Linked DNA regions of Mus musculus: region 1 is linked to region 2. A link is a contact called in public HiChIP or PLAC-seq data. All regions are on one chromosome and are shown on one strand. The core of a region is the stretch at or near the end of the contact, and the rest is flanking DNA. Distances in the headings are between cores, read along the strand shown.

Evidence for each region. HiChIP or PLAC-seq counts read pairs in DNA pulled down with a chosen protein or histone mark.
Region 1: an H3K27ac HiChIP or PLAC-seq map of SST interneurons shows a contact between it and region 2, with 4 times the contacts expected there. The contact joins two enhancer-like sites. A contact is called at or near these places in 1 of 15 datasets of contacts at CTCF or cohesin (the NIH/3T3 cell line), 2 of 484 Hi-C or Micro-C datasets (both in cortical neurons) and 1 of 115 datasets of contacts at active chromatin or transcription factors (SST interneurons).

Annotation. Positions count from the first base shown.
Region 1 is chr11:56,625,621-56,629,209 of GRCm38.p6, forward strand. It overlaps Gm46261 (a long non-coding RNA gene), which reads right to left. Exons shown (of 7, transcript XR_001780132.2): 6 at 457-561; 7 at 1-170. Among named protein-coding and RNA genes, the nearest start is that of Gm32649, 3.8 kb to the left of the region's middle. Within about 2 kb of position 2,276, at least 21 of the 459 cell types and tissues checked have an H3K27ac peak or open chromatin away from gene starts, as enhancers often do. A contact at or near this core is called in SST interneurons, where this site is marked.
Region 2 is chr11:56,375,157-56,379,132 of GRCm38.p6, forward strand. No RefSeq gene overlaps it. Among named protein-coding and RNA genes, the nearest start is that of Gm32500, 48 kb to the right of the region's middle. Within about 2 kb of position 2,660, at least 7 of the 459 cell types and tissues checked have an H3K27ac peak or open chromatin away from gene starts, as enhancers often do. A contact at or near this core is called in SST interneurons, where this site is marked.

The DNA.
Region 1 (3,589 bases), core at 1,026-3,525, 250 kb after region 2:
CCCTGGAGCCCTTAGCAGTCACATAAGGTAGTTCTTTATTTCCCAGAAAATGAAAGAGACTCAGCAAAGCACAATGACAACTCTGGGGTCACTCAGCCATCTGCTTCTTGTCTTCCAGGTAACTTCATCCAGGAAATTCTATCATTAATGAGTCACATGGGGTTAGCACCCTATGGTCAAAAGAAAGTTGTCATTAGAAAGGACTTAAGGGCTTCATTACATCAAAGCCCTGCAGAATTCTGCTTAGGAGCACTTCATTGGCAGTCCTTCAAGGCATGATAACATGTTAAAGAATAAAGTTGTCTTAAAGACAAGAGCCAAGAGACTCTGACTTCAGATACAACTGTCTTTTGCTCCCACTAGCCCTAAAAGTGACATTTGGATTTTTTTAAGCTTCTCTGGCTTGTAACAACAAAAAGAAAAACAAAACAAACAGCCAGACGTAGTGGCACATACCTGTCATCTTAGCGTTTGCAAAGTGGAGGTGGGAGGATCTTCAGAAATCCAAGGTCATCCTCAGTTATATAGTGAGTTCAAGGACAGCTGGGACTATGTGAATCACTGTCTCAAATAAAACAACAAAAGAGCCACTTTTAAAGACATCAAGGACAGTCTGTAGGAGAAAGGGACACATGGATGCAGTGGAGGACAGCAAGAAGCATCAGTGTGGGAACTATCTAGCTGACTATGGGTGGGTAGTATTGCAGGAGCCACGGGATGCTGAGGGAAGATGTTAAGGTGTGGTATAGCACTGGCCTGACTTGCTATTTCACCATGTGATATAACATCTCAGCATTCACGTTCCACATACCCACAGCGTAGCTACACAGTGTAAAAGGCTGGCCCAAGTGACTTAGTACTGTTTTGTTTGACAGTCTGTAGGCAAATTTTCATTTGTTTTAAAATGTTTCTCTTTTTTGGCAACAGTTTTTTGCTTTGTCTCAAACTTCTGTGTACTGAGATGTCTGGGTTTTACATTTTTAGCCAGCACTTCTTGCATCTGATAAGACTGGACAATTGATTGACAGTGATGTTGGGTGATGGTCTTCAACTGAACTTGCTTTGTAGCTGAGAATGACATTCAACTTCAGTTCATCATGGAAATACTGGTCAGTCAGTCAGTCAGTCAGTCAGTTAGTTAGTTAGTTAGGTTTTGTTTGTTTGTTTGTTTGTTTGTTTGTTTGTTTTATCAACTTGATACAAGCTAGGGTCATCTGAGAAGAGGGAGCTTCAGATAAGACAATACTACCATCAGATTGACCTATAGGCAAGTCCATGGGACGTTCTCTTGACAATGATTGATTTTGGAGGTCCCAGCTCACTGTATGCGAGTCATGCCTAAACAGGTGGTTCTATGTTGGGTAAGATAGCAAGCTGAGCAATCTATGAGGAACAACCCAGTAAGTAGTGATCCTCCACGGCCTCTGCTTCAGTTCCTGTCTTCAGATTGCTGCCTTGAGTTCCTGACCAGACATCACTTCATCTCAACTAAAAGCTAAAACAAACCCTTCTCTCCCAAGTTGCTTTTGGTCATGATGTTTTATCACAGCAACAGTAGGTTATCTGAGACACAGGGTATGCTTGGTTTACTTGCATACAGTGCACAGAAAAGGTGCTGTGATGGGAACTTAACTGAAAAATAGCAGCTTGGCTAATTTGTGGTAGTTTATTATTTTGAAAAAAAGGAGGGGGAAGGAGGAATGAAAGAAGGGAGGGAAGGAAGGAAGGAAGGAAGGAAGGAAGGAAGGAAGGAAGGAAGGAAGGAAGGAAGGAAGGAAGGAAGGAAGGAAGGGAGGGAGGGAGGGACGGAGGGAGGGAGGGAGAGAAGAAACCAGGGAGTGAGGGAAGGAGAAACAAAGGGAGAGGAGGGGAAGAATTGAAGGGAGCAGCTTTGTTCTTTTTCCTTAGTCCTCTCTCCTTCTCTCCCTCCCTCCCTCTTTTCTCTCCTCCCTTCTTCCTGTTCGCTTCCTTACTCATGAAGGGTCTATTCACATATTGAAAACTCATCTGACTCATGAAAAGTTAATGTGAGATCCTGAAGGTGGGTGATGGTTTCATCTTTTTTTAAAAAATCATTTTTGTGCATATTCTCCACTCCTCGTTCCTCTCCAGAGCATCCCAAAACCAAATCCATGGTGCCTTCATCCTGCCTGGCACTTTGCACACCTGGCTGGCTTCCCTGGGCTGTCAGTGAGCAGGCTGCCAGCCTCCAGGAAGCCGTTCCAGCACCCTTGCCGCTGTCAGGACTGCTTGTGGGCTGGAGACAAGGAAAACAAATGCTGCTAATGAGCTGGAAACATAACACACTTGTAAGAACCAGCACAGAGATGAGCTGCTCCCTATTCTTAGGGAAAGGGGGAAAATGGAAAAAGACAGAATGCAGAGCCCTAATTCCAAAGCACTCAGCTCACCACAGCTCACAGCAAGTTGGGCTCATGCCTCTCCCTACCCCTCTCACGCTGACTGACCCAGCCTTCATTCACATGTGCATATGGAGAGATGACAGCACAAATTAGAGTCTGGAGTCTAGGCCTTGTCAAGGTCAATGTTCTCTATCCCTGTTCTGTAACCCTGTTCTTCACCCACATGCCAGATGCCTGTTGTCATTCAGTTGGCCTGGGTTCTCAGGCCTTTCTGTCTTCTCCACTATAGATAGAAAAGTCAGTTGTTTAGTTTTGTTGTTTTGAAACAGGATCTCCTGGAGCCTAGGCTGGTCTTTCAATTACTTGGTAGCAGAGGATAACCTTAAACTTCTGACCCACTCTTCTATCTTTACTTCCCAGGGGTTGGGATTATAGATATATGCCACCATGTAAGGCCTCTACACTGCCTAGTAAAGGACAAAGAGGCTCATGACATCACTGGGTTCCATATGGTCTGGTTTGAGAGTAGAATAGATGTTGACTGAAATAAGTACAAATGCTAGCCTGGTCTCTTGGCAGACACCTGGCTCATGGGGTGATAGCTCCCAATCAGAACAACCCATTCTCGGTAGGCAGCCATGTATAAATTCTAGGTCTTCCATAAAGAAATAGCCACTAACTTGCAGCTTAAAGCAGTCAAATTTATGTGCTTACATTTGGATCCAGGGAGCCAAAGCTCCGGGTGTCAGCAGTGTTGGTTCTTTCCAGAAGTTCTGTGGGGATAGTGTGTTCCCAGACTTACTCCTAGCTGGTGGGGAGTGCTGGCAAGCCTTTTTACCCCATGCTTATACACACAAGGCCTCAGTGTATAGCCCCATCTTCACAAGGCCATAGAAGTGTGGCTGCCTGCTTCTCTTCTGTGAACACCTGCCATGAACATAGAGCCCACCTTTGATTCATACTGCTCTCACTTGAGGGTTCTTTGCTTTTGTTTTTTTGCTTGTTTGTTTGTTTGGGTTTTTGTTTGTTTGTTTGTTTTTTTACCATTTATATTATTGCTGCCCTCTCATTCAGTTCCCTCCTACCCATCCCCTGTCCCAGTCTTCTCTGAGAAGGTAGGGTCTATGCTGAGTATAAGCCCAGCCTGGTGTTTCAGGTTTCTGCAGAGCCAGACAAGGCATCCCTTTTGAGGAATAGATTAATTCCAGCTGCAGGCAAGAACATAT
Region 2 (3,976 bases), core at 1,410-3,909:
TGTGGCTGATTAGTCCTAGAGGATCTTGGTTTTGAGGGTAACTGTGTTAAGGACACACCAATGTCACCAAACCCAGGTCTGGGTGGGGTAATTTGTTTATTTCTTCTTTATTTGGTTTCCGCTTCTGTACAAATTCCATTCCCTATAAACTTCTGAGCTCACATCATCTGGGGACAGATGTACAACCGCTCATAAATTCTTGGAGAGGGTTAGGTACATTCTCTTGGCATGCTTTACATATCATGGCTAGCATTGGACTTCATTCCGTCCTCAGAGAATGCAAGGCTCTGATTCAGGAGACCAAGGTTACACGAAAACCCTGCTGTAGAATGTTTATGGATATTTCTTCACATCAGATATTCTGTCCCTATTTCCCTTTGTTGCTGTTGATTTATTTTTGTTTTAGAGACATAATTTTACACTATAGCTTGGGGTGGCCACAAACTCCAAACTCAAACTCACAGCAATCCTTCTGCTTCTATCACTTGAGTGTTTGGATGATGTTGGACTCTGGCTCTGCATTATAGCCCTAGATATACTTAGAACACAGTACCTTCTATCTGGCTAGAACTTCATTCTTACAGATGAGACAGAGTTGGGAATAAGAGTGTGATGTTAGGGATGACAGGCTGTGACAAGTCTCCATGTAAAGATGTCAGTCAGTAAGCATGAATTTTGTAGCACACTCCTCCTCTCCATGTAGAACACAGGGCACAGGAAATTATAGTTTAATTAAGTGAGCTCTAACCTATATCCAAGAAACTGAGTAGCAGTTTGTCAAGCAAAAATATAAAGAAAATAACATTACTAATTCATTTCTATATGCAGGAAGGTTTGTGAACATTTTACTTTCCACACAGGGATTAATTCATGTCTTTTCACTATTGAAAGGCACAGACTGCTATAAGAGTGTTCAGTAGAGTCTCTGAGGCAATGGTTCTCAACCTTCCTAAAGCCGCGGCCCTTTAATGTAGTTCCCCATGTTTTGGTGACCCCCCAACCATAAAATTCTTTTTGATGTTATTTCATAACTGTAATTTTGCTACAGTTATGAACTGTAATGTAAGTGTGTGTATTTTCCAATGGTTTAGGCAATCCTGTGAAAGGGTCATTTGACCCCCAAAAGGGGTCATGACATATAGTTTGTGAATCACTTCTCTAGAACATCAAGAGATGTTTATGAGAACTTAAGCTTGAATCATGACTTTAAAGCTATATCCGGATTAATGGAGTAGATAGGCTGAGAATATTCCAGAAAGAGAACATGGGGTGGGCTAAGAAATAAGAAAGCATGGCCTATTTGAGGACATTGCAGAAGAACACCAGAGTGGAGTGTGAAGAAACAGCCTGACCCACGGACAAGTACTTGTGATGGTGTGTCCAGATAGGGTTCATTGAGTGTGTTGAGTCTGTATACATGTGAGTTGTACCATCCTAGGAGCTGGAGTCTGGACTGGATAAGGAGAGAAAAGGAGAAGCCCGGTGAGAATCTGTACTCATCTCTTCTGCCTGACCCATACCCTGGGCCTCAAGATCCTGCCTCCATGCCCCAGCTTCATGCCTGACTGAATCCTTACTCACTGCAAACTGACATAAACCTCTATTTCCATGATGGCCTTTCCTGAAGCATATCTGATCACTGAGAGCAGGTTGGGAACTAATAGACACAGCATGGAACAAAACCACAGAGACCTTAGTTAACCTTGGATTTAAGATAAGCTCCAGGGCTTGGTAAAGCTTCTGTATTAAGTTTGATTTTCATCTTTACTAACAGGAAATATTTTGGAGCATGAAAAAGGCACCATTAAGGTCTCACTACTTATCAGAAAAGATGCTTGTAAAGAGACCGGTTGAAGACCCATTGTGTAGATCTGCTGATATTGTTGTGTCATAAAAGTAGAGCAGAGAGAAGCATGTCTAAGGGATGTCCACGTGTTGAATCCCATAGGACTTGGATCACATCCAGTGTTGAGCTGGATACAGCTGAGTGGAGCAGAAAAGATACTGAGGTATCAGGATAAATCTCAGGGTAGTTGTGTTACCTTGGTATGAAGAAAAGATCAAAGGAAAGAAGCTAGAGAGATTAAGACCCTAGGTAGAGGAACAGAAGAACACAAACAGAACTAGAGAGTCAAGGGGACAACTGTCCGTGTGTGGGGGTGAGGATGAGAGGGGTGCAGAACAAACAGAATCATCACTGAGTGAGCAGGAACAGTGGGCAATGAGTGGAAAACACAGGGTGGGGACCATGTAGCTTGTTGTCAAGAATAGGGCTTGTTTATGCCTAGACCACTAGCCAGGGAGAATTTCTGGGCATTTTTAATGAGAAACTGTGTGAGTGAGTAAGCATGTTAAGTTGTCTCCTTGCTGTGGCAGCAGATAAAAGATGGATTCAGGCACAATGAGGGGACGGAGATGAGACTACATGAGGGAGATCAGTACGGAGGCTGAACCAGATGTTCACAGAGATAGAAGGAGCTTGAGCTGTATCGTTTAAAGCAGGTAGAGGGTGGATAATGAAATCCCGGTCTAGAGAAGTGTGAATGGCTGTCATCTTAAATATTATGCAGTCCGTGAAGAATTAGACAGCTCCCTCTCCCTGAGGGAGTTTACAGTCTGGGGAGGGCTAAGACTGCTTCATTTTAGAAGCTCAAATGAGTCATAGAAGATGGGGGGGGTGAAACTTACAGAAGATAGAAGTATAATTCTCTTTGAAGTGCTCCTAGTAAACCTAAGGGGGTGAGTGGGAGAGACAGACACAGAGGGAGATAGAGTGAGAGACAGAGACAGAGAGACAGACCGAGAGACAGACAGACAGAGAATAGAAAGAAGTAGAAATCAAAATAGCACATTAGGCTATAAACCCAAGCTCTTGTTGTTCTAAAAGAATCTGATCCTGAAACTTCTACTATCTGCTCCCTGTATGGTCATGTTTCTCTTTGCTGGCAGCCATCAGAGTTAAACACCTTCTGCAAATCACTCTAAGGAGACCCACTGCCCTCTTAGGAGTAGTTAATGATGGTTTCTAATGAGATTGGCCTAATCTCTGGTCTCAGAGAGCCCTGCTGGGCACCTTGGCCTCTCTTGGTCTCTGATGCTACTCTTCGGTGCCCTTTTTCAGTTTCACTATTATGCTCTCTGACAGCTTTCCATCCTGATGACAGCATTGGTGTCCAATCTAATTTCTAGTTAACATAGCAGGCTGGCTCTCCTCAAACTCTGTCCTAGTGTGGGATGCCATCAGATAACACAGGCTGCATTATGTATTATAATTAGAGTAATGCTAATTCTGCCAGAAAGCTGGTCAAGGGTCTTTTGCTGCTTTCCTCTCCCCACTCTAAACAGCACCATTTATAACCATGGCAGTGGGGCTGGTGGTTTTGTTAGAAAAGAAGATGTAATTACCCATGTTTTTTTTTTTTTTTTTCTAGAATCATAGAAAGGAGATGTTTCAGAACAGAAGAAGTAGGAGGACAACTGACAACTCCTCTATGGGCCACAGAATTTTTCTAAACTGTTTTTTATGCAATTTTCTCATTGGCCCATAAGACAGGCTGGGAGTAGATTACCATAACCATCCTGAAGTTGAGGGGATGTCAGAGAGGTCACCTCACAAACCTAACAAGCAGCATGTGTGATAAAACAACTCTCTAAGGTCCTAGGTGTCCTCTGTTTGCACTTTGCGATGCTGCTAGATGCTTAGGGAGGTGTCAGTGTCAACTTAACCTTGGAGACAGCAGTCACTGAAGCATTCCAGTGCTATCAAACTTGTGAAGGATGAAAACAGAGCCAAGAAGGAAGGTACATGATAGTCTAAAGTCTATGGTTCCAAACCCTGCCTAGGACACTGCTCAGAAGAAGTTACAGACATGTGCCCATTGAATTGGAGCTGTGACCTGCTGGCCCTACTTCAATACTTGAAGTTCTAATCCTTTCCAGTTCTCAACTATCCCCTTTGGCTGAGTACTGAACCCAG